Regions from separate parts of the Mus musculus genome. Here regions 1, 2, 3, 4, 6 and 7 are each linked to region 5. The links are chromatin contacts, called in public Hi-C and HiChIP or PLAC-seq maps. All regions are on one chromosome and are shown on one strand. The core of a region is the stretch at or near the end of the contact, and the rest is flanking DNA. Distances in the headings are between cores, read along the strand shown.

Region 1 (2,724 bases), core at 3-2,502, 670 kb before region 5:
GCATCTTAAATGTCCTGTAGAGGGCTATCTTTAAAGATTTGGTCCTTAGTTTAAGGCACTATTGGGAGGCAGTGCAGCTTTAAATAGGACATTAGGTCATTAGGTCATACTCTTGAGGATGTTAGGGCCCCACCCCTTTGCCCTTCTATGGTTGCTTCCTGCCTGCCATGGGACAAGCAGACTTCTCCTTCACATTCTCCTACCATAATGCTCTGAGTTGCCACAAGGCCAAAGCAGCAAGGCCAAGCAGCCTTTGAAACCATTTGCCCAGAGACTGGAGAGATGGCTCCGCAGTTGGAACCACCAACTGCTCTTGCAGACGACTTGAGTTCAGTTCCCAGCCCCCCACACTGGGTGGCTCACGAAGGCCTGTGACTCTAACCTCAGGGGACCCAATGTTTTCTTCTTGTCTCTGCCAGCACCTGCGTTCATAGGCACACACTCCCTTGAAGACACACACATCTCATTTAAAAATTAAAATAAAATAAATCATAAAAAACCATGAGCCAAAATAATATTTTCTTTCTTATTTTAAAGGATTTGTTTATTTTAATTTATGAGTATGAATGTTTTGTCTGCATGTATCTATGTGCACCGCAGGCAGGTCTGGTGGCTGCAAAGGCCAGAAGAGGTTACTAGATGCCCTGGAACTAGAGTTACAGATGATTCAGAGCCACCGTGTGGGTGCTAGGAACTGAACCTGGGTCAGTAAAAAACAGAAAGCGCTCTTAATGGCTGAGCCAGCTCTCTAGGCCCATCCTTTCTTTCTTACAAACTGATTAACTTGGCTATTTTATCACAGTGACAGAAAACTGGTGAACATAATTCCGTAGCGTCCCCAGCACCTTGTCCTTGACAGAGACTTGCTAGGTCTCTTTCCTCATAGCTGAAGCATCAGTGTGCTGAGAACGTCCTTCTGCTATCTGTCTACCTGTCTGTACCGTTCCGAAGCCGCTTCATTTGTCTTTACAGAAGCCAGTGAGCAGCGTGTCCTGGCCAGAGCACAGCTTGTTCTTTTCTTACCTAGGTTTATAACTCAGGGTTGGGGGAGGAGGAGAGCTGGAGGTCCTGGGATCCTGGAGATAAAAACCCATTGGGCTCGATGCTATTTTTTTTTTTTTTTTCATCATTTGCTGGGCATTCGTGGACAATTGTGCACTGAAGAGTCACCCAGCCTCGAGCTCAACAGGGCTCACGGGGTGTCCTTGTGGGCAGCTTCTGCTCTGCCTCAGCAGGTTTTCTGTCCCCTCTGCTCTTTCCTCAGGAGGTCCTGATTTCCTCACCTTAGCCTTCCTCATTTAGTCAGCGACGTTGAGCAAGTAGCACTGGGCAGTGGGGTCATGACCCTGCTTCCCAGGAAAGGGCGCCCCCCCCAAGATCAACAGTTACTTGGTTTCTGAAGGTCTTGGTGGCCCCAAAGGTCCTGTCACTCTGGTTCATGTCCATATCCAGCTCCCATGTGAAGGGTGTGCTGGGCTCTGGCCAGGAGTGCAGGCTCTGAGGTCAGCTCCCTAAAAAGTGACCACCGGATCAGCCTTAGGCCAGCCTGTGACCTTGACCTTGAGGCCCTGTGAAATGGAGTCCAGCAGGGCTCTTTATCTCACAGAGAGGTGGAGATTGAATGTAATGATTTGTTTTAAGTGTTGGCTTGGTTAAGTGTGGACAAAGTGAGAGCTGTCACCCTGGGCCTGTCATCGCCCTGTGGATCCAGGGTAGAGAGCCTTCTTGGATGCTTCTCGTGCCTCCAGCAGAGCCTCAGAGCAGCAGCACTCTCAGCAGGGCCTGGAGACTGTACGTGAAGTCACAGAGGCAGGGCCGGACCTCACTGACTGACCTCTGAGGGCAGAAGCAGGCTGTGGGACAAAGGTCTTGATGAATCTACCTACGCGTAGTTCTACTTTTCTCCCTTCAATTCCGCGTGACAAGGGAGTCTACCTTAGGCACCACTTCCCGTCTTTTCCAGAAGAATCTCATTCTCCTCCTGTGGCAAGGAACCTCTGCAGCAGGATGTGACAGTATGGCTGTGACCTGCGGCTGAGGCCTGCGGCTGTGGCCTGCAGCCCACTCCTGCTCTCTCCCACAGTGAACCACATTTGTATCCTTCCGGTCCCCAAGTTAGGGTCTGGGGCTTTGTGAAGGAAGCTGAGAACCTTAGTGCCTGTAGCCTAAGCTTGCATCCCTGACAACTCTCCCTGTTCCCCAAAGCTCTCAGAAATGGGCTGGGCTGAAGTGCCGTGGTCGGTTATCAGAAGGAAGAATCAGCCATCTGGGATCTCCCCTTTCCTCTCCTCACAGCCCCTCCTCCCCAGACTGTGTTTGTGGGGAGGAATGCAATGTCACCTTGCAAACGACCTCTAAACTCTTGGTTCCAAACCTCTAGAGCAGACGTTCTCAACCCCACAGGGGTCACACATCAGATAGCCTGCATGTCAGATATTTACACTACAATTCATTACTGTAGCAAAATCACAGTTATGAAGTAGCAATTTGTTCTGTCAGTAGGCTTGTCTGGTCCTACAAGAAATCCTGGGTGGATAACGCTAGGGGTCAATCCTGACCCGCACTGGGGCTGGGAGTACTGAGAAGGAGGCCCGTTGTTCTGGACCCACAGAGAGGCTTGGGTTATGTTATGGTAGGCTAGAGCAAGAAGAGAGTTGATGGGAGTTGATGCAGAGTCTGTCTGTTTCCTCGATGAAGACCCGGAGGTTCTGAGAGGTAACGTGA
Region 2 (2,769 bases), core at 99-2,598, 580 kb before region 5:
TATTTGGTCACAGCAATCAGTATAGAGATCCATACCTTAAAAAACTAAAGTCAGATATAGACATGTATGTCTGTGTAAACTTCATTTATTTATTTATTTATTTACTCATTCATTCATTCATGCATTCATTCATTTATCTATTTATTTATTTTGGGGGAAGGGTGTGCATGCCATTGCATACTTGTGGAGGTCAAAGGGCAACTTGCAGAAGTTAGTTCTTGCTTTCCACTCTGTGGGCCCTGGAAACTGAGTTCAGGTCTTTAGGCGTCGCCTTCTCACCAGCCTCACTCCAGACATATTTATACATCCAGATGCACAGGAGCATTGTTCACATTAACCAGTCAAGAACAACCCAGATGCCTCCAGTGCATGGTGCATTGTGCATGCTACGTATACACAATGGAGTATTCTCCAGTCTTCAGAGGCAAAGGCCTATGCTACAACTTCATGAGCTTTGAGATGTACTAAGTAAGGTAAGCCAAGTAGCCTGTGATTCTTCGAGTAGTTAGGGTCACAGAGACAGACTACAGAATGGTGATTGCCAGAGCTGTTAGGGAAGGAGGAAGAGGAGCTGACCCTTAATGGGTATGAAGTTTCAGTTTGCAAAATAAAGGAATCCTAGAGATTAGTTACATGGCAATGTGACTCATACCTTATGATGCTGAACTGTATATCTAACAGTGGGGTGGTGGGGTGCAGCTGGAGAAATGGCTCAGTGGCTAAGAGCATTGGCTGCTCTTCCAGAGGACTGGGTTTGAGTCCTAGTACCCATATAGTGGCTCACCACCATCTTCTTACCCCAGTTCCAGGGAGATCTGACACTCTCTTTTGCACCAGGAGCAGACATAGTTACACAGACATACACATTCTGCTAATAACCTACCATGTTCACTACAACAGAATACATTTTTTTCTGCAGAGAGCAGAAAAAACATTCATATACATAAAACAAGACGTTTTGTGTGTGGGTGGGTGGGGCAGGATCTCTCTATGTAGTTCTGGCTTTCCTTGAACTTATGTACACTAGGCTGGACTTGAATTCATAGATATCCACCTGACTCTGTCTCCAAAGTGCTGAAAATTATGTAATTTATATATAGCATATTATGTAAGTTATATAATATTTAATATATTAATACATGTATAATATGTATAAAATAAAACATATACATTATATCATATGCAATTTATTATGTATATTTATATATGTGCGTACACACACACACACACACACACACACACGACAGCTGTGGCTGACAAAGACAATCAGAAGTCATGGGGGATGGGAGTAGGGATGGAGAAAGTGCTAGACTTCCTCACCAGCCTGAGCTGGTTATGGTTTGCTGCCTGAGGAAACAGGAAGGAAAAAGCATTTGTTGTGGCTCTAAGAGAGTAATTACAAAAGCAGGTGTTAAGCAGGAAGAACCAGAAAAACACTTCTTGAACCCCATTTAGAAGCTGGAGAGGAAAAAAAAATGCCTGGGCAGGCTCAAAGACTGAAGTTTTAGAAGTATAGCTGACAGTGGGCACAAGAAGGAAGGACTCAGTTGACCTGAGGGGACAGAAGCTGAGGAGACACTAGGATACTAGATCCTAGTCTCTCTTGAATCCCTGGTGATGCTCTGGTCTTGGCTTTGGCTCAGACACTGAAAGAGGAGCCAAGAAAACAAGCCAAGTGGAAAGCTAAGCCTTGTAGGGGCTCAGTTTCAGAGTGACCCCAGCCAACAATCAACCTGAAACTACTTTTCTCAAAGCATTACAACTGCAAGGCACTGTAGCTATAGATGCCCCTTTTGATGCACAGGTGACAATTTCCTGTCTCTCTTGTAAACTCTGCTCACCCATCCCTGTTTCCAGAGGCCCCTCAAAACTGTCTTATAGACTTAACATGAGTAGGTTGCCCCAGGTGTTGCCAAAAGAGTCTATCTGAAGTACTTTTTCTGGTCTTCTCTCATACTTTTGATTCATTATTCTTTTCTGGTTGTAGGAAAAAATTGTGTGTGTGTGTGTGTGTGTGTGTGTGTGTGTATGTGTGTATACACATAATATATATAGTGTTTACCATTTTACTCATTTTATTTTATTTTATTTTTTTTTTAAACTTTTTTTTTTTAAAGATTTATTTATTATTATATGTAAGTACACTGTAGCTGTCTTCACACACTCCAGAAGAGGGAGTCAGATCTCGTTAAGGATGGTTATGAGCCACCATGTGGTTGCTGGGATTTGAACTCTGGACCTTCAGAAGAACAGTCGGGTGCTCTTACCCACTGAGCCATCTCACCAGCCCCTCATTTTAGAACATACATTTAGTGGCATTAAGTGCATTTAACATGTTGAGTAATCATTACCAATATCCTTTTTCATGACTCAAAATAAAAGCTCGGTGCCCATTAAACAGTAATACACCGACCCTCGGTAACCTGTAATTTCCTTTCTGTCTCTCTGAATTTGCCTTTTCTACCTTGGATAAGAAGATTTTATCCCTTTTAAAGGTTGGACAATATTCCATTGCAGCATACACCACATGTTATTTATTCACTCATGTAGTGATAGACACTTGTATTGTTCCCAGCATTGAGCTCTCTTGAATAACGTTGCTATAAACATTGGTCTATAGGTAATCTGTTCGAGTCTCTGTTTTCAGTTCTTTTGAGTACACACTGAGGAGTGAAGTTGCTAGATGGTAGGATAATTCTGTTTACCATTTTGTGGAACAGCCTAACTGTTTTCTTACAGCTGTATCCTTTTACATCCCCAAGAACAATG
Region 3 (2,857 bases), core at 25-2,524, 610 kb before region 5:
CCCTGTTCCTTTAAGTGTACTATGAACCTAAACCTGCTCTAAATGCATTCCAAAAGTAGAGAGGATGCAGCAGAGAGACAGAGTGTGTGCTGAGCCTGTGGGAGGCCCTGAGTGTCCAAAATGGCAAACTCACACATCTTCCACAAGAGCAGGAAGCCGACCAATCTCTCCAGCTCAGGTCAAGCATATACTAGTTTGGGAGCTTGTGTTTAGTCTAAAGATCATGTTTTGGTATCAAACATTCTTGATCTTAAAAGTCCTTTCCTGGGGGCTAGAAAGATGGCTCAGTGGTTCAGGGCACTTGTTGCTCTTGCAGAGAGGGTCTGGGTTCAATTTCCATCAGTTCGCAGCAACCACGTGGTGGTTCATGACCATAAGTAATTCCAGTTCCTAAAAACCCAGCACTGTCCTCCGATCTCCACAGGTACCAGGCATGCATGTGGCGTAGATACAGATACAGGCAAAATACTCATAAACACAAAAATAAATCTAAAAAGGATTTTTTAGAAAGTCCTTTTCTGCCGTTTAATTGTCTGACTCTTGGAAAAGTTAACATGCAATTTACAGCTGATGCTACTCTGTCTGATTGGCTCTCTGCCCTTGCTAGAACCTTCCATTTTTTCTAGTGCCTTCCAGGCCTGTAACACCAAGGGCAGGACACCTGACTATCTTCCTAGTACGTGGTTGCCTACTTCATGCTGCTGTTGCCTGAATGAGACACTGTCTGTCCCACACAAGAGAGCCTTATAGACTCAGGTCTCAGAAAAGTTTAGGTTTTTCCAACCTATAAAAATATAGAGTTGGCCACTTGCCTCTCTTACTCTCTCTAAAACCCCAGCTTTGTATTTTCTTGTCTCTAAGAGGACAGCCAGCCGGGCAGCTCTCATGTAGCAGTCACTGTGCCAGGGCTTGGAGGAAAGCACTGCACAGAATATGAAATCATTTTCTGATAACACAGATCTTATTAGCTCTTTGACTAGAGGAAGCAGAGGCTGAGAGGAATTGAAATTTCACGTCTAACAACATGTGAGGAACCAGCCAGGGGTATCAAAATGGGACTAAAGAGCAAAGGCCAGTGTGTTCAGAGAAGGGGGTGAGGAAGAGAGAGAGAGTAGAGGTTGGGATGGCTATCAATGCCACCTTCACAACCGCTCCCAGGATCCCCCCACCCCTCTTGGCTTCCCACAGAACTTACTTGAAGGTGGATGGTTTCTCGGTCTGACTCCATCTTGCTGCCCTGGGGCCACTCGCCACCCTCCGAGTGTCTGCAGTTTGCGTGGATTTTTCAGCTGGGCAGTCTGGGCTTATGGCTCTTCTGAGGTGGGAGAAAGCGCTGCTGCAAGACAGACCAGCTATTCATCCGTGGATGTGGGATGCTTGGCTTGGCCTCAACCCCTGGGGGGAGGTGCACACGTGTGCGAGTGTCTGCCCCGCATGTGGCATATTGAGAGGTGGCCTTTTGAGTTGTCCCTCGAATCCCAGCCAGGCCATCTGAGGTGACTGGCGCCTGCCTGCTTTGAGGCAGTTAGGTTTGCTACTGAAAACATAATTCTGCATGTTTACCAAGGAAATCGGAGGACAGCTCTAACGGGGTTTTCACACAGCACACTAGTTGCTCAGAGTAGGGTGTCAGGTCACCAATCGTGGGATGGCTTCAGCCCAATCCCAAGACATGAGGTTCAGAGGTTTCTCCCTTCCTCTCCCTCGTTCTGTTTGTACCCTCCGTTCCTAAGAGAGGGAGAGAGGAGGGAGTAGCTTACCAGGTAGGATGCAAAGCTACAAGGTCAGTAATACAAATTGGTACCTTCGTCTTCTCTGAGCAGGACAGAGCTTTGAGAGCACAGGGGACGCTGCACCTTCAAATCCTCTTGACCAGGCCAGCAGCATTCCCCTCACTTATAAAAGAGAGCTAGGACAGTCAGACTTTTTTTTTTTTTTTGGAAACTGATTATTTCTTCTGTTTACCTTAGAACCTAAAACACTTCTGTCTTGTTCCTAGACCTGTTTTAGATCCAAACTGCTGTGGTGGGAGTCTGTGAGTGTGGTAGACGATGGCTGCCAGGGAGAATTTCCATTCAGGGTAATGGGAGGTGGGAATGGGGCAGGGCAGAGCTGGGCATTTATTCTTACCAGTCTCACATGGGAAAAGGAGAGGGGGTGGGGTTAGATGATGCCTGAGAATTATGTCAAGTGAACAAGATTACCCATCATGCCCTACCTCCCACAGCTATATATGTGTCAGTCAGCTTTCTGTCACCGTGACAACATCCTTAGGACAATCAATCCACCTTTGGTTCATGGGTACAGAGATTTCAGTTCTTGGTTGGCAGGCCCTGCTCTTTGGAGTGGGTAGCAGCAGGCCTAAATCATGTAAGAATGTGTTACAGAGGAAGTCTGTTCACCTCCTGGCAGCAGGGAGTAAATGGAAAAAGGGAGAGGGAAGGAAGGGTTCTAATACCCCTTCAAGAGCCGGCCCTCCAATAACCTAGCTTCCTCCCGCTGGCTCCCACCCACCCCCACTGCTTCCCATTAGCATGGTGATGACCAAATCTTCAACATAAGGGCTGTGGGAGAGGTTCACTATTCTGTCTGATAGGCGCTATCCTCAGTGCTTAGCATACACTGCTCTTCGTAATCATTCTGGAAGTTCCTTTCCATTCTTACCACTGTTTTATAGCAGAAGAAACTGAAGCCCAGGAGGCAAAGCAGGAGCTCAGGGTTGACCCAAGATTCGAACCCCAGAAATCTGGATCTCCATAAAGCACACATTTAGTTTAAAGAGGAGACACTTCCACACTCCCGAGGCCTGCTCTCCCTTCCTCTGCCTTCTTTCCCTCATAATTGAGGATGACAAAGG
Region 4 (2,842 bases), core at 112-2,611, 710 kb before region 5:
TTAAGTGTCTCAAATACACACTGCTTTCCCACAAATTTATTAAAGAAAAGAGCTTTAGGGTGTGGCATCACTTCCGGGACAGGGGAGTGGCTTGGGACATCTGTTGGAAAACCTGCTCCACCCCTAAGGACTGTCTTTTTCTCTCCTGGACTGTAATCCTCACATAGGGCTGACAGGCCCGGTGCTGTCACTGTCTTCAGGCCAAAACCCACAAAAGGGCAGACTCCTGCGGCTCTCTGTTTGGGGCAGGCCCCATGCCGCCACTGTGCCGCCCTTGGCCTTCCATGCCAAGAGCAGCCGTCTTGCCCTTAAAAATCAACAGCCTCTAATCCGCGGTAGGGCGGGGTGTCTTTTGCGTGTTATTCTGGTGATAATCCCTGACTGTCCCTGAAAGCTCCTCCAGCCTTGGATTCAACCTCCCTGGGAGGCTCCAGCTCTTGCCCAAGGCCCCAGGACTGGGCCTGGACCGTGCAACATTAAAGATGAGGGGCGTGGCCTTCGGGGGGGCTGGGGGGAAGGGCTGCGGGACTGCGGTTGTCCCGCAGGGGAGGCCAGGAAACTGCTTAGAGAGGCTCAGGTTAGCTCAGCCCCTCCCCGGCAGGAATCTGAGTCTTCGGAAACCCAAGTGAGAATTACAGGCGACAATAGGGTTGGTCCTCCACTAGAGGAGGCAGAATGTGCAGAGAGGCTGCAAGGGAGGACCTGCGTGGGAGAGCGCGGCGGGGCCTGCTTACTCTTTGCGGAGAGCTCGCCCATCTCCCCTGCAAACAGAACTTGGCCAGTGGCCTTTAGGAAAGACTACTCAGAGTGCAGTTAACCGTGGATTTACCACACACAAACTGCCCAAGGATCTATCTGTTCCCCCCACCCCCCCACCCCCCAGTGCTCACCCAAGACCAGAGCACTTTCTGGGTCAGAACTTTGCTTGGAGGTTTTCAGCCCCATTTGGCACTTAGCTCTAGAGTCCACTTTGGCTCTAGAGTTTCCCCCAAAGCAAATATTCTCCAGGTCCACCCAGCCCACCTCCGCTGCCCCGCTGCCCCGTGGATCCTACTTTTAAGAGCCAAGTAAAAGAGTTAACACGGAAAGAGCAACAAAGACAATGCTGCCTGCCGAGCACAGCTCTGAAAATGGAACTAGTCCCAAATTTGTAAGTGAAGGAACCGAAGTTCCAAGAAATTGGCTGCCCAAAGGTCAGATCTGAAGGGCTGTGTGCCCATATGGAAGTCCTTAGGCCGGCGCTCTTTTTTTGAATATGGTTCTCAACGCGTGTGGATTTGATGTGGAAGCAGAAGCAGCGGGGAGCACACAGTAACGAAGGTGCTGGGTCAGAGGCGTGGCTTGGTGACAGACCACTTCCCTTTCACTCGTAGGCTGGATCCCCAACAGGGGCGGGGGATGGGTAGGCAGGTTCTCTGACTGAATCAGACAATCAGGAGAGATGCCCGGGCATGAGGACCACTGCCCTATCCATGGCTGCCCTGGAAGTCTCTTTCTGCGCGCCTCTGCTGGCCAGTTTCATGTTGATTTTGCCTTTTAATTCATTTAATAGCACCTCCCCCCCCCCTCTGCTCCCCGGAAACCAAGGGTCAGAACAGTTCAGTGAGGTTGCCAGGACCACCCAGCTTTTAAGTATTAGAGTTCCTGGGATCTGGGACCTGGGTCGCTAAGCCACTACACCCAGCTTTCACAAACCTCAAAAGGCCCACCCAGAATTATGGCTCACACCTTCAAACCCAGTACTTAGGAAGCTGGGGTAAGAGGCTTGTTTAAGGCTAGCCTGGGCTACGTAGGATGTTCCAGTTCAACCTGGGCTTCAAGAGTGAGAGATCTTGCCTCAAAAAAGAACCAAACAGACCCTCAAAGGACCAGTCTAAAGAATTTTAATGTAGTATTTCTAGGTTTTCCCACAGGAAAACCAATGAAACGAAGCCCAGATTTCATTTTATCCTGGCAGCCAGGATGGGTGGCAGCATCTCTCCCCTATACCCATTATAGGCACACCATTGCCTTGTCTCCGAGAGCCCGAGGCCCCTTTCTTTTCATCCTCGGCCACACCAGAGCTGAGGCGTCATGGGTGCTGAAGGGCTCTGCCACTTCAGTACATCTGAGCCACGGGATTTCTCCAAGCTGTAATGGAGAACCTGAATCCAGAGAGAAGTCTAAATGTAGAATAAAAAATAAACAAAGAAAGAAGGAAGAAAAGAAACAGAGAGAGAGAGAGAGAGATGCCTTTGTCTCCAAACAATGACAAACAAACCCAGAAGTTAGTTCTGAAGTTGAAAGTCAACATTGCACACCACGATGAGAGTGAGTGTGGCCTCCCCACTAGAGCATACATTTCAAAAGGCGAGAGTTCTTGTTTGGAATGTAATGCAATTAGAACAAGAAGTACTGACAGTTTCTGGCTGTAGTCCAGGTGAGAAGACCCCCAGCAGGCCATGGTATCTGTCAGCTAGATGGGAAAAGGGGAAGGTGCTGAATTTTCCACCCCATCCAGCCCGGAGAGAGCCTGCCAAGATGCCCGCCTATTCAGTCCAGTTCAACAAACCACATCTCCAGCTCCTTCTATCAGACGCAGACATCTAGGATGCAGTGAAGATCCCTGCCTGCCGTACAGTCCTGCCCTCCTAATCTCCTAAAACGGCAAGGGTTAGCAGGGAATAAAGTGTCTAAAGTGGGGAAGCCAGGAGATAAAATGACCCTTCATGCCACCCCAACGGCTGCTGCGGGGACTGTGGACTTTGTCTCCCTCGGTGCTGCAGCACCTCACCTGACAGGGCTAATGAACAAGTGAATGAACTCTGCATTCATTCAGAAAGGGCCTAGCAGACGGAAGAGG
Region 5 (3,026 bases), core at 235-2,734:
CCTGAACGTGTAAGTGCGCGCGTGAGTGTGCGGAACAGTGGTGGTCCTGGGATGAACAGGGCGGGGCGGGGGAACTGGAACTGCCGCCCTCACCTGACCTTCTCACTGTCCGTCATCTGCCAAAGTCCCAGGTTAAGTACCTTGAGGCAGGGCAGCTGCGTGATGCGCTCCAGGCCGCGCTTGGTGATCCTGGTGCAGCCGTACAGATCTATGCCCGTGAGCTGGCTCAGGTGCTCAGCGATCAGCTCCAGGCCCTTGTCCGTGATGCGCACACACTGTCCAATGTTGAGCGTGCGCAGCCCGTGCATCTGCCGCACCATGCGGTTGATGCCATCGTCACTGATATGGCAAGAGCAAAGGGAGAGGGACTTGAGGCCGTCCAGTCCCTGGGCTATGTACGCCAGACTCTGATCTCCCACCTTGTCACAGAACGACACATCCAGACCGGAAAGGCGCAGGCTGCCCATGGCCAGATGCATGATGCCGGTGTCGCTGATGTTGTCGCAGGAGCGCAGGTTCAGGCTGCGCAGGCTGCCCATGTGCGACAGGTGCAGAAGGCCCGCGTCCGAGATGCCGCCGCAGAAGCTGAGGTTGAGGAGCCGGAGGCCCGTCAGCCCTCGCGAGATGTGCTTCAGGGAAAGATCCGTGAGTTTCTGGCAGTCCTGAAGAGTGAGCTGCTCCAGGCCCAGGCAGCCCTCGGCAGCGCTGCGCGTCATGCCGGCCAGGTGCCCGATGCCCACATCCGAGAGGTGGCGACAGCTGCGGAGATTAAGGCTCTTGAGGCGCTGCAGCCCCCAGGCAATGAGCAGAAGGCCGGTGTTGGTGATGTTGCTGCAGCCCCCCAGCTCCAGCACCTCCAGGCCCTTGAGGTACTGGGCTATGCGGCCCAGGCTGCTGTCGGTGATCTGCTTGCAAAGGCTCAAGTTGAGAGCGCGCAGCGAGCCGATCTCCTGCACGAACGCGTGGCCCAGGCCGTTGTCGGTGAGGTTGTAGCAGCCGCTGAGGTTGAGGCTCTCGATGTTCGCCATGCCCTGGATCACGTAGCTGAGGCTGCGGCGGAGGCTGAGGATCTGCACGCGGCGGATGCCCCGGGCCTGCAGGCTGGGGAACAGCGACGGGTTCGCCCGGCGCAGGTGCAGCTTGGCCTCCACGCCCCGCCACACCGACTTGTGGTAGGCGGCGTCCCGCCAGGCCGTGCACACCTGCGCCGCGCGACCCTTGTCTCGGACGTCCAAGTAGCCGAAGATCATGGCCAGCAGCTCGGGGAACAGGCACGAGATGTGGGTCTCCATCTTCCTCCCGCCGCTACGCCGCGCCGGGTGCAGGAGGCGCGGGCGCCGCCGCCGCCCCGGGAGGCGCCGAGAGCGGCCCGCCGCGGGCCAACGGCCGCCCCTCCCCGCCTTCCGGCCGGGCCGCCGCTCCTCCTCCCGGCGCGTCCGAGCGGCGCTTCCTTCCTGCCGCCCTTCCCGCCCCCGCGCGGCCGCTCGGGCCTCACATCCCGGCCGGGGCGGGCGCCGCGTCCGCGCCCGCGCGCCGCCCCGCGCCCTGCGGCATCCCGCGCCCGGCCGCGTCGCTGCTGCGCGCGCCGGCGAGGCCCGGGCCGGGCGCTCGGGCTGCGGACGGCTTCCTGCTGCCTTTGTCTGCCGTCCGCGGTTCAAACTGCCCAGCCCCGGGCTGCTCGCACTCGGCCGCTGCGCGGGGGGACTCTGGGGCCGCCGCGCGCCGCTCCTCCCCCGCCTAAGTCGCGCGGGTCCGATTCACGGCCGCGGGCGGCGGGACGCGGCGAACTCACCGGCGTGATCGGGCCTGCGCCCTAGGAGCCGGCCAGCCGCGCTGCGCCCTCCGCGTCCTCCGCGCCGGCTCCCCCGCTCAGTGGTACGCGCCCGCGCCGCCGGAACTGGTGGAGCCGTTTCCTTGGAAACCGGGCTCTGCCCTCGGCCGCGGAGGCTTAACCCCATGCGCGCCGGGATGGCTGGCGGCCTCGCCGCACCGTGCAGCCCTAAAGAGCGCCCGATGGCCCACGGGCTGCTCCCCTCGGTGTCCACGCTTACTCCACGCCCTCTCCCGCCCGCATACTTCATCCTCTCTTGCCCGCATATTCCATCCCCTCTAGCCCGCGTTACTTCTCAGAGCGCCTTTAACCATCTCACCACACCCACTGCCCCAGTCGGGCGGCCTTCCCACCATTCCTTTCTCTTTAGTAGTGAGTCTTAATTTGGTGGAGAAAGTGGCTTTTAGTCAGCATAGTTTGACAGCTCTCGTTCTAGAAATTTCTGGAAGTTGTCCAGTGTGCCTGCCTTCCACAATCTTGTTGTTTCCATACACCCATGTGAGTTCCTTTCCCTTTCAACTTTGTGTCAAAACTTCCCACTGCTTCTGCCCCTGCCTTGCGCTCTAACCTACACCAGGTTTTGTCTTTTTCCTCGGCCACTTAGACTGTAGATTGCACGGCCCAGCTGTACGGATACCTAATACATCTGTATGTGCTGACACACATACACTCTTTGGTCTGGTTAAAGATGCTCCAGCCTTATGCTTTATGTATATTTTATGAATCTAGGGCAGAGCTCAACTCTATACAGTGTAGCCTCGGGTCTTAAATATCTGCATGAAGGATAGGATTTCAGAATTGTATTTTTATGACCCCTGAAGCCAAGAGTTTTTAGTTCAGAGAAAAGGAACCTGAGAATCTTAAATAAGTTACAAGTTCACACATCTAGATACAAAACAACCTGACTTAGCTGTTTCCTTGACTCTTTGGGAACCTGAACAAGACATCATCATCATTATTATTATTAATACATTGTATTTCTTTAATGGGGAGAGGGCATGCTCCACAGCCAGTATCTAGTGGTCAGAAGACGACTTGAAGAAGTCATCCCTCTCCTAGCATGTGGATTCCAGGATGGAACTCGGATCATGAGACTTGGTAGCAATGACCTTACCTGCTGACATCTTGCACTGAACAAGATTTGGGATGTGGTCCAAATTTGGAATACGATCGCCTTGGCTTTTAGCCACTCCTC
Region 6 (2,956 bases), core at 412-2,911, 640 kb before region 5:
TGTGTAAACACACTTGCCGCTAAGTCTGACAACCTGAGTATGATCTCTGGGACACACACAGTAGAAGGAAAGAACTTACTTCCAAAAATTGTTCCTTGACCTTATCACACATGCCCCCAGGCACATGCGCAAGTGCACACATACATGCGCCTATAATCAATACATGTATCTTTTAATTACTTAAAGAGCAGTTTGATGCATATTCATAGCATGTAATTCTCTGCACCGGGTAAAAGTACGTAATTGTGTACCAGCTCAGGATACACAAGACCTTAGGTTCAACCATCATCGCTAAAACTACCATTAGCTTCATCTATATAGTCTAGCATGGTAATTCATAGTATTAAGTAGGGGCTGGAGGTTAGGATGTAGCTCAGTTGCTAGAATTTTTGCCTATCACAGATGAAGCCCTGGGTTCAGTCCTCTGGTACCACATAAAACCAGGTGTGGCGATACCAGAAGGAAGCAGACATCACGAATTCATAATCTTCCTCGGCTACATAGCAAGACTGAAGCCAGACTGGGCTACATGAGATCCTGACTTTAAAAGGAAAAGGAGGAGGAGGAAGAAGAGGAAGAAGAGGAGGAGGACCACACACACAATTAGGCACAGCACAAACCCTTTTACAAAGAAGGAAACGGACAAGACAAAAAGGCTGATCTTACATCAGTTTTCTCTTTCTTCATAGACACAGTCACAGTTATTTGTTGCAAGCTAGTGTAGACTTCAGTATGTTTTTTTTCCTTTTCAAAAGGGGAATAATACATCCTAGGCAGTTAGCACAGGACTTGCCAAGGCCTTCATAGCATTTACCCCGGTAGATGTTGGTTGCTCCTGGTGCCTTCCCTTTACAACAATCTTCTAAGAAAATGAGGCACAGACAGGGTAAGTAGTTTTCCCTAGAGCAGACATCCCAGCAAACAAGTGACAGGTCCAGGATTCAAACCCAGGCAGTTCAGCTCCAGAGTCTTTGCCTTTAACCACACTTCTGAAGGTGATTAGTGACTAACCTTCCCTAATCCCCTCCCTGGTGTGCGTGCCTCTGTGAGAGTACTCGGGGCACTATGTGAGAATTTTCTGGAAAGATACACAGACATACATGCACTCATATACATCCTTACACAGACACACATTCACAGAAGCATACACACACACACACACACACACAAGCACACAAGCATACACAAACACACCCACCCCTACCCCCCCACCCCCCACCCCACCCCCACACAGCCACCCAGGGTACCTGTAAGGAGCTACTGCAGCATTCTGGAAACTATGTGTGGTTTGTAACTGACAGAACATGACCATTATCCAGACTGTAGTCATAAGATATACATGGATCCCCAAACCAGTGACTCCTGAAGGTAGGTTCAACCTCAGCTCTAAGTTACTAAGAACCACTGCTTAAGGCAAGAGTGACAGTGGCCTGGAGGAGAGAGAGGCACATTAAGCTAGCTGGGAGCATGAGGTACGGTTTCCAGGACCCCAATTCTCCCTTGGCAAAACCCTGAAGGATCAAGTTTGCAGCTGTCAGAAAGCAAAGTAGGAAACTGCCGTCTGAGATCCAGGAAAGCCGGGTGGAGATGACCCCAGCTCAGCACTGTTTTGGATTAAATTAGCAGCCCTCCAACTGCCAGCTCTATTGTCACAGTGAAACACGTTTCCAGTCCACCAGCGGAAAGTTTGCTCTCTGGCAGCCAAAAGCACTTGGAACAGGCAATGATGATCTCATAAAGCAGGAAATCTGAGCAGTTAGTCAGATGATTAACGTGTTTTTGAGCTGGAGGAGCAGAGTGTCATTTAATGAAAATATCATTGTAGACGCAGGAGTTTCCAAGCTGGGCGACAGCTTAGAAACTCATCACATCTGAAGTCCTTGCTCTGTTAATATGGAAACCGACTCTTGGTCTGTGTGTTTGGGGTTTGGTTTTGCTTTGTTTTGCTTTGTTTTGCTTTGCTTTGCTTTGCTTTGCTTTGCTTTGCTTTGTTTTGTTTTGTTTTGTTTTGTTTTGTTTTGTTTGAGAAAGGATCTCTATGCATCCCTGCTGCCCTGGAACTTGCTCTATAGACCAGGCTGGCCTGGAAGTCTCAGGAATCTGCTTGTCTCTGTCCCCAGGGTGCTGGCTGGGGTTATAGGCATGTGCACCCATCATGCCCAGATTAACTGACGCTCCCCCCCCCCCAAAAAAAGGAGATATCAGGGTTTCTGGCTCAAGGAAAGTGTAATTTTTCCACTCTATCCTCCCTCCCTTGCAAAACCCTGCAGCCTTGGGTCTCCAATATGCTCCTTAGCTCCTCCTGGGTGCCTGGTAACTCCCTTTTCTTCTTAGCTGTTTCTTTCTTTCTGTTTTAAAGACTTGCTCACTTTGAGGGTTTTGCCTGCTTGTGTTTGTGTATCATGTGCATGCCTGGTGCCTAGAAGTAGCCATGAGATAGATCCCCTAGAAGTAGAGTTACAGATGGTGAAGAGCCACCATGTGGGTGCTGGGAATCGAACCCAGGTACTCTGCAAGAATAACAAGTGCTTTTAACTGCTGAGCCATCTCTCAGTCCCTTGGTGGTTTCTTTCCAAGGGGTGTGTTCTGTTTAGTGTTGGGAACAGGGCCTGGGTTCTAACACGTACACAAACCTGGCTCTATTACTCAGCTATACCCTCAGCCGGTTTTATTGTGCCCACCCCCCTTTGGTGTGACTTTCAATTCTAGAATCAAGCAACATTTCAGTGCATAAAATTCCCCCTTTAGTTGTCTTGTTTGTGTTAGCACACCCTTCTTCCCCCATGGTTCCCACACTCAAGAGTGCTTTCAGCTCTAATCTCTGAAGAAAGGAGCAGCCAGTTAGAAAATAGGGTTAGACCTTCCTCAATCTGTATACTCACTTTAGAGTAGCTCCTACAGGTGGTTGGTAGACCTTTCTCTTGTCTAGTCATGCTTTGAGATTAAATTATTTGAC
Region 7 (2,700 bases), core at 57-2,556, 600 kb before region 5:
AAATCATTGTGAGCTACCATGTGAGTGGTGGAAATTGAATTCAGGACCTCTGCAAGAGCAGCCAATGCTCTTAACCACTGAACCATCTCTCCTGCCCCACCCTGTCTTAAGATAGGATCCCACTATGTAGTCTTGGCTGCCCTGGAGCTCACTATGTAGACCAGGTTAGCCTTGAACTCACAAAGATCAGACTGTATGCACCAACACTCCTGGCACTTAAAAAGAGGCTCTCTTATTATTTTACTCTACATTAGAGAATTAATCTAGCTGGAGTCAGGAAAGTGACAAATTCAAGGTCATCCTGGGTTGCATGGTGAGTCCTTGTTTCAAAACAACATAACAAAAATTTCAAACTAGCTGGGCGGTGGTGGCGCACGCTTTTAATCCCAGCACTCAGGAGGCAGAGGCAGGCAGATTTCTGAGTTCGAGGCCAGCCTGGTTTACAAAGTGAGTTCCAGGACAGCCAGGGCTATACAGAGAAACACTGTCTCGAAAAACCAAAAAAAAAAAAAAAAACAAAACCAAAAACAAAAAAAACAAACAAACAAACAAACAAAAAAAACCCTTCAAACTAATCTAGTATACAGTCACTACACTTTGCTAGAGTTACCTTGAATCTAATCCAGATCCCGGTGTATGTAACAGTCTTGCGAAAATTTTCCATATTTGTTGTGTAATTACTGTCTGGGACATTGCCCATTACATTGTACAGCAACCCCTAAAATAAGAGCCTTTGTGTGAAAGAAAAGAAGATTTAATTTGGAAAAATCTTTCTGTTGTTGTTGTTCTGGGTAACTGACAGGCCCCCATTGTTCTCGATAGCCTCTCTCCCTTTTTACATGGTTCTGTTGGGGTCCAGGAGTCACCCCACGAACCACACAGACAGGGATAGTTTATTGAGCATTTGCTCCAGGACTGATTGATTGATCAGGGCCATTGATCAGACTTGGGAGCTGTCTGTGACAATGAGTCAGGAGCCAAGTTATTTCACTAAGCAGGATTTAGGTATAGGGGACTTCCTTAGGAACACATCTTTGTAATACACTTATCCTGCTCCCATTGGTTGAGATATTCAACTGTGGGAGGGCACTTGCACTGCCTAACATTCATGTCTTAACTAGCCAACCACGATGCCAGTTATCCAGGGAGGTCTTGGGAACTTACAACTTCATTCAACCCCTACTGAAATTGCAAGTTTCCTCTCTTATGTTGAGCTCCATCCCAGGGGCAGCTTATAGGTGCAGGAAGTGCTATGTGGTAGTTGGTTTGGATCTGAGCTTCTTGTAGCTAACTATACAAAGCAGTTCTAACTGACCTCTATTGTGGTTGGTTTCCAAGAACACCAAAGCACAGAACATAACAGAATATGCAATCAGCTCAGGCATGAGAAAGTTTCCTAGTAACAGCACATGAGGAAGCTCCCTTGTAGCAGTCATAAACAGCATAAAGTGGCTGGCTAGACAGGCAGCAGTGACCCAGGCCTTAACAGTGACCAAGAAGCTCAGAGAGAAACACACACTTGATGCCAATCTTTCTGGTTTGCTTCTGTCTTACTTCAAGCAGTGATGTCATCAACAGTATAACATGGCTGCCCTTCCATTTTTCAGCCTCCTCAAAGCTTCTCACAGAACCAAAATGAATGGCCCCAGAGTCCTCCTCTCAGATCATTCCCATTGACTTGGTTTCATTTCTGCTATAGCGTGAAAACCTCACTTGAAAGGGAGAGCTACTTATCAATCCTTAACAGACAGCAGCTTGGACAGACAGCCGCTTGGTATCATCTGTCATAGTAACTAGGACTGCTTCTCACTTAACACTCTCACATTCAATGAGTTCTGACTGCGGATGCAGAGTCGGAGTCGGGGCTATTATTTCCAAAGCAGATGCCTCCGTCACAGCCACATCCTTTCTTTTCCCAAAACTTCCAACTTAAGTGCATCTGAGGAGAAACAGGATAATTCCAGGGCTCTTGAAACATCTTTCCCTGCACATTAAATCAGGAGGGCTGAGCTGGCTCAGAGCCTGCTTGGCCTGTGTGAAACCCTGGCTTCTCCGAACAACAGAGTTCTAAACCACCACCAGCAGCAGCAGACATACAGAAGAACCACTTTGATACTGAAAAGTAGCTTGCTCTAAGGAGCAGGAGGCTTTTACTTCCTTGTGAGGAAAGCCGTCGTCACTCTATGGATTGAGTCCTTTCTGGATAAGGAAACATTTCTTATGAATCTAATTTTCTATCAATACTTACTTTTTCTTGTTTGTTTAAGACAAGATCTCATGTAGCCCAGGATGGCTTGAAGCCCTCTGTGTAGTTCAGGATGACCTTGAACTCCTGATCTTTCTGCCTTCATTTGCCAGGGGATGAGATTAGAGGCATGTATCGTAATAGGCTGGCTTCAATAATCTACTTTTACAAAAACTAGAGATGATTATTTTCTACTATCCAGTCCTCAAAGTAATAACTAAGCCAGGCTAATCCCAGCACTTGGGAGGCAGAGGCAGGAGGACCTCCGAGTTCCAAGTCAGTCTGGTCTATAGAGTGAGTTCCAGGACAGCCAGGGCTCCAACAGAGAAACCCTGTCTCGAAAAAAGTAAAAATAAAATTAATAAATCAACGAAAGAAAGAAAGAAAGAAAGAAAGAAAGAAAGAAAGAAAGAAAGAAAGAAAGAAAGAAAGGAAGGAAGAAAGAAAGGAAGGAA

What was found. A called contact is a pair of places that touch in the nucleus more often than the background predicts. HiChIP or PLAC-seq counts read pairs in DNA pulled down with a chosen protein or histone mark.
Region 1: a Hi-C map of B cells shows a contact between it and region 5, with 14 read pairs. The contact joins the enhancer-like site here to the promoter of Fbxl14 in region 5. A contact is called at or near these places in 3 of 39 promoter capture datasets (the C10 cell line, the HPC-7 cell line and cranial neural crest), 1 of 484 Hi-C or Micro-C datasets (B cells) and 11 of 115 datasets of contacts at active chromatin or transcription factors (acute myeloid leukemia, bone marrow-derived macrophages, craniofacial prominence and 7 more).
Region 2: a contact with region 5 is called in an H3K27ac HiChIP or PLAC-seq map of double positive thymocytes, with 5 times the contacts expected there. The contact joins the enhancer-like site here to the promoter of Fbxl14 in region 5. A contact is called at or near these places in 17 of 39 promoter capture datasets (3T3-L1-derived adipocytes, the C10 cell line, the HPC-7 cell line and 11 more), 1 of 15 datasets of contacts at CTCF or cohesin (the NIH/3T3 cell line), 3 of 484 Hi-C or Micro-C datasets (cerebellum, embryonic fibroblasts and regulatory T cells), 16 of 115 datasets of contacts at active chromatin or transcription factors (the 230-238 cell line, T-cell acute lymphoblastic leukemia, acute myeloid leukemia and 11 more) and 1 of 9 other capture datasets (embryonic stem cells).
Region 3: an H3K4me3 HiChIP or PLAC-seq map of bone marrow-derived macrophages shows a contact between it and region 5, with 2.4 times the contacts expected there. The contact joins the promoter of Ninj2 here to the promoter of Fbxl14 in region 5. A contact is called at or near these places in 4 of 39 promoter capture datasets (the C10 cell line, liver, neutrophils and 1 more) and 13 of 115 datasets of contacts at active chromatin or transcription factors (bone marrow-derived macrophages, embryonic limb bud, embryonic stem cells and 5 more).
Region 4: a contact with region 5 is called in a Hi-C map of embryonic stem cells, with 6 times the contacts expected there. The contact joins the enhancer-like site here to the promoter of Fbxl14 in region 5. A contact is called at or near these places in 22 of 39 promoter capture datasets (the 3T3-L1 cell line, 3T3-L1-derived adipocytes, the C10 cell line and 13 more), 9 of 15 datasets of contacts at CTCF or cohesin (the G1E-ER4 cell line, the NIH/3T3 cell line, embryonic stem cells and 3 more), 195 of 484 Hi-C or Micro-C datasets (the 63-12 cell line, the AML12 cell line, the AtT-20 cell line and 93 more), 59 of 115 datasets of contacts at active chromatin or transcription factors (the 230-238 cell line, DN3 thymocytes, the HPC-7 cell line and 37 more) and 5 of 9 other capture datasets (adipose tissue, embryonic stem cells, embryonic tail and 2 more).
Region 6: an H3K4me3 HiChIP or PLAC-seq map of bone marrow-derived macrophages shows a contact between it and region 5, with 3 times the contacts expected there. The contact joins the enhancer-like site here to the promoter of Fbxl14 in region 5. A contact is called at or near these places in 9 of 39 promoter capture datasets (the 3T3-L1 cell line, the C10 cell line, cranial neural crest and 4 more), 1 of 484 Hi-C or Micro-C datasets (uterus) and 10 of 115 datasets of contacts at active chromatin or transcription factors (the 230-238 cell line, bone marrow-derived macrophages, embryonic hindbrain and 5 more).
Region 7: an H3K4me3 HiChIP or PLAC-seq map of the SCID.adh cell line shows a contact between it and region 5, with 9 read pairs. The contact joins the enhancer-like site here to the promoter of Fbxl14 in region 5. A contact is called at or near these places in 3 of 39 promoter capture datasets (the 3T3-L1 cell line, neutrophils and pre-B cells), 1 of 484 Hi-C or Micro-C datasets (embryonic stem cells), 12 of 115 datasets of contacts at active chromatin or transcription factors (the SCID.adh cell line, acute myeloid leukemia, bone marrow-derived macrophages and 7 more) and 1 of 9 other capture datasets (embryonic stem cells).

The regions. Positions count from the first base shown.
Region 1 is chr6:120,149,254-120,151,977 of GRCm38.p6, reverse strand. The region is part of intron 1 of Ninj2 (ninjurin 2); the gene reads right to left. Among named protein-coding and RNA genes, the nearest start is that of Gm25327, 6.9 kb to the right of the region's middle. Within about 2 kb of position 1,252, at least 110 of the 459 cell types and tissues checked have an H3K27ac peak or open chromatin away from gene starts, as enhancers often do. A contact at or near this core is called in B cells, the HPC-7 cell line, acute myeloid leukemia and 2 more, where this site is marked.
Region 2 is chr6:120,054,915-120,057,683 of GRCm38.p6, reverse strand. No RefSeq gene overlaps it. Among named protein-coding and RNA genes, the nearest start is that of Wnk1, 18 kb to the right of the region's middle. Within about 2 kb of position 1,348, at least 67 of the 459 cell types and tissues checked have an H3K27ac peak or open chromatin away from gene starts, as enhancers often do. A contact at or near this core is called in the 230-238 cell line, T-cell acute lymphoblastic leukemia, bone marrow-derived macrophages and 3 more, where this site is marked.
Region 3 is chr6:120,091,797-120,094,653 of GRCm38.p6, reverse strand. Ninj2 (ninjurin 2) reads right to left here and starts at 1,274. Exons shown (of 4, transcript NM_016718.2): 1 at 1,196-1,274. The coding sequence starts at 1,228.
Region 4 is chr6:120,186,275-120,189,116 of GRCm38.p6, reverse strand. The region is part of intron 1 of Ninj2 (ninjurin 2); the gene reads right to left. Among named protein-coding and RNA genes, the nearest start is that of Gm25327, 44 kb to the right of the region's middle. Within about 2 kb of position 1,361, at least 189 of the 459 cell types and tissues checked have an H3K27ac peak or open chromatin away from gene starts, as enhancers often do. A contact at or near this core is called in the 230-238 cell line, the 63-12 cell line, B cells and 53 more, where this site is marked.
Region 5 is chr6:119,478,126-119,481,151 of GRCm38.p6, reverse strand. It overlaps Fbxl14 (F-box and leucine-rich repeat protein 14), which reads right to left and starts at 1,484. Exons shown (of 1, transcript NM_133940.3): 1 at 1-1,484. The coding sequence starts at 1,292. The coding sequence ends at 90. The region is part of intron 1 of Wnt5b (wingless-type MMTV integration site family, member 5B); the gene reads left to right.
Region 6 is chr6:120,113,641-120,116,596 of GRCm38.p6, reverse strand. All of the region lies in intron 1 of Ninj2 (ninjurin 2), which reads right to left. Among named protein-coding and RNA genes, the nearest start is that of Ninj2, 22 kb to the right of the region's middle. Within about 2 kb of position 1,661, at least 117 of the 459 cell types and tissues checked have an H3K27ac peak or open chromatin away from gene starts, as enhancers often do. A contact at or near this core is called in bone marrow-derived macrophages, liver and uterus, where this site is marked.
Region 7 is chr6:120,075,882-120,078,581 of GRCm38.p6, reverse strand. No RefSeq gene overlaps it. Among named protein-coding and RNA genes, the nearest start is that of Ninj2, 16 kb to the left of the region's middle. Within about 2 kb of position 1,306, at least 34 of the 459 cell types and tissues checked have an H3K27ac peak or open chromatin away from gene starts, as enhancers often do. A contact at or near this core is called in the SCID.adh cell line and acute myeloid leukemia, where this site is marked.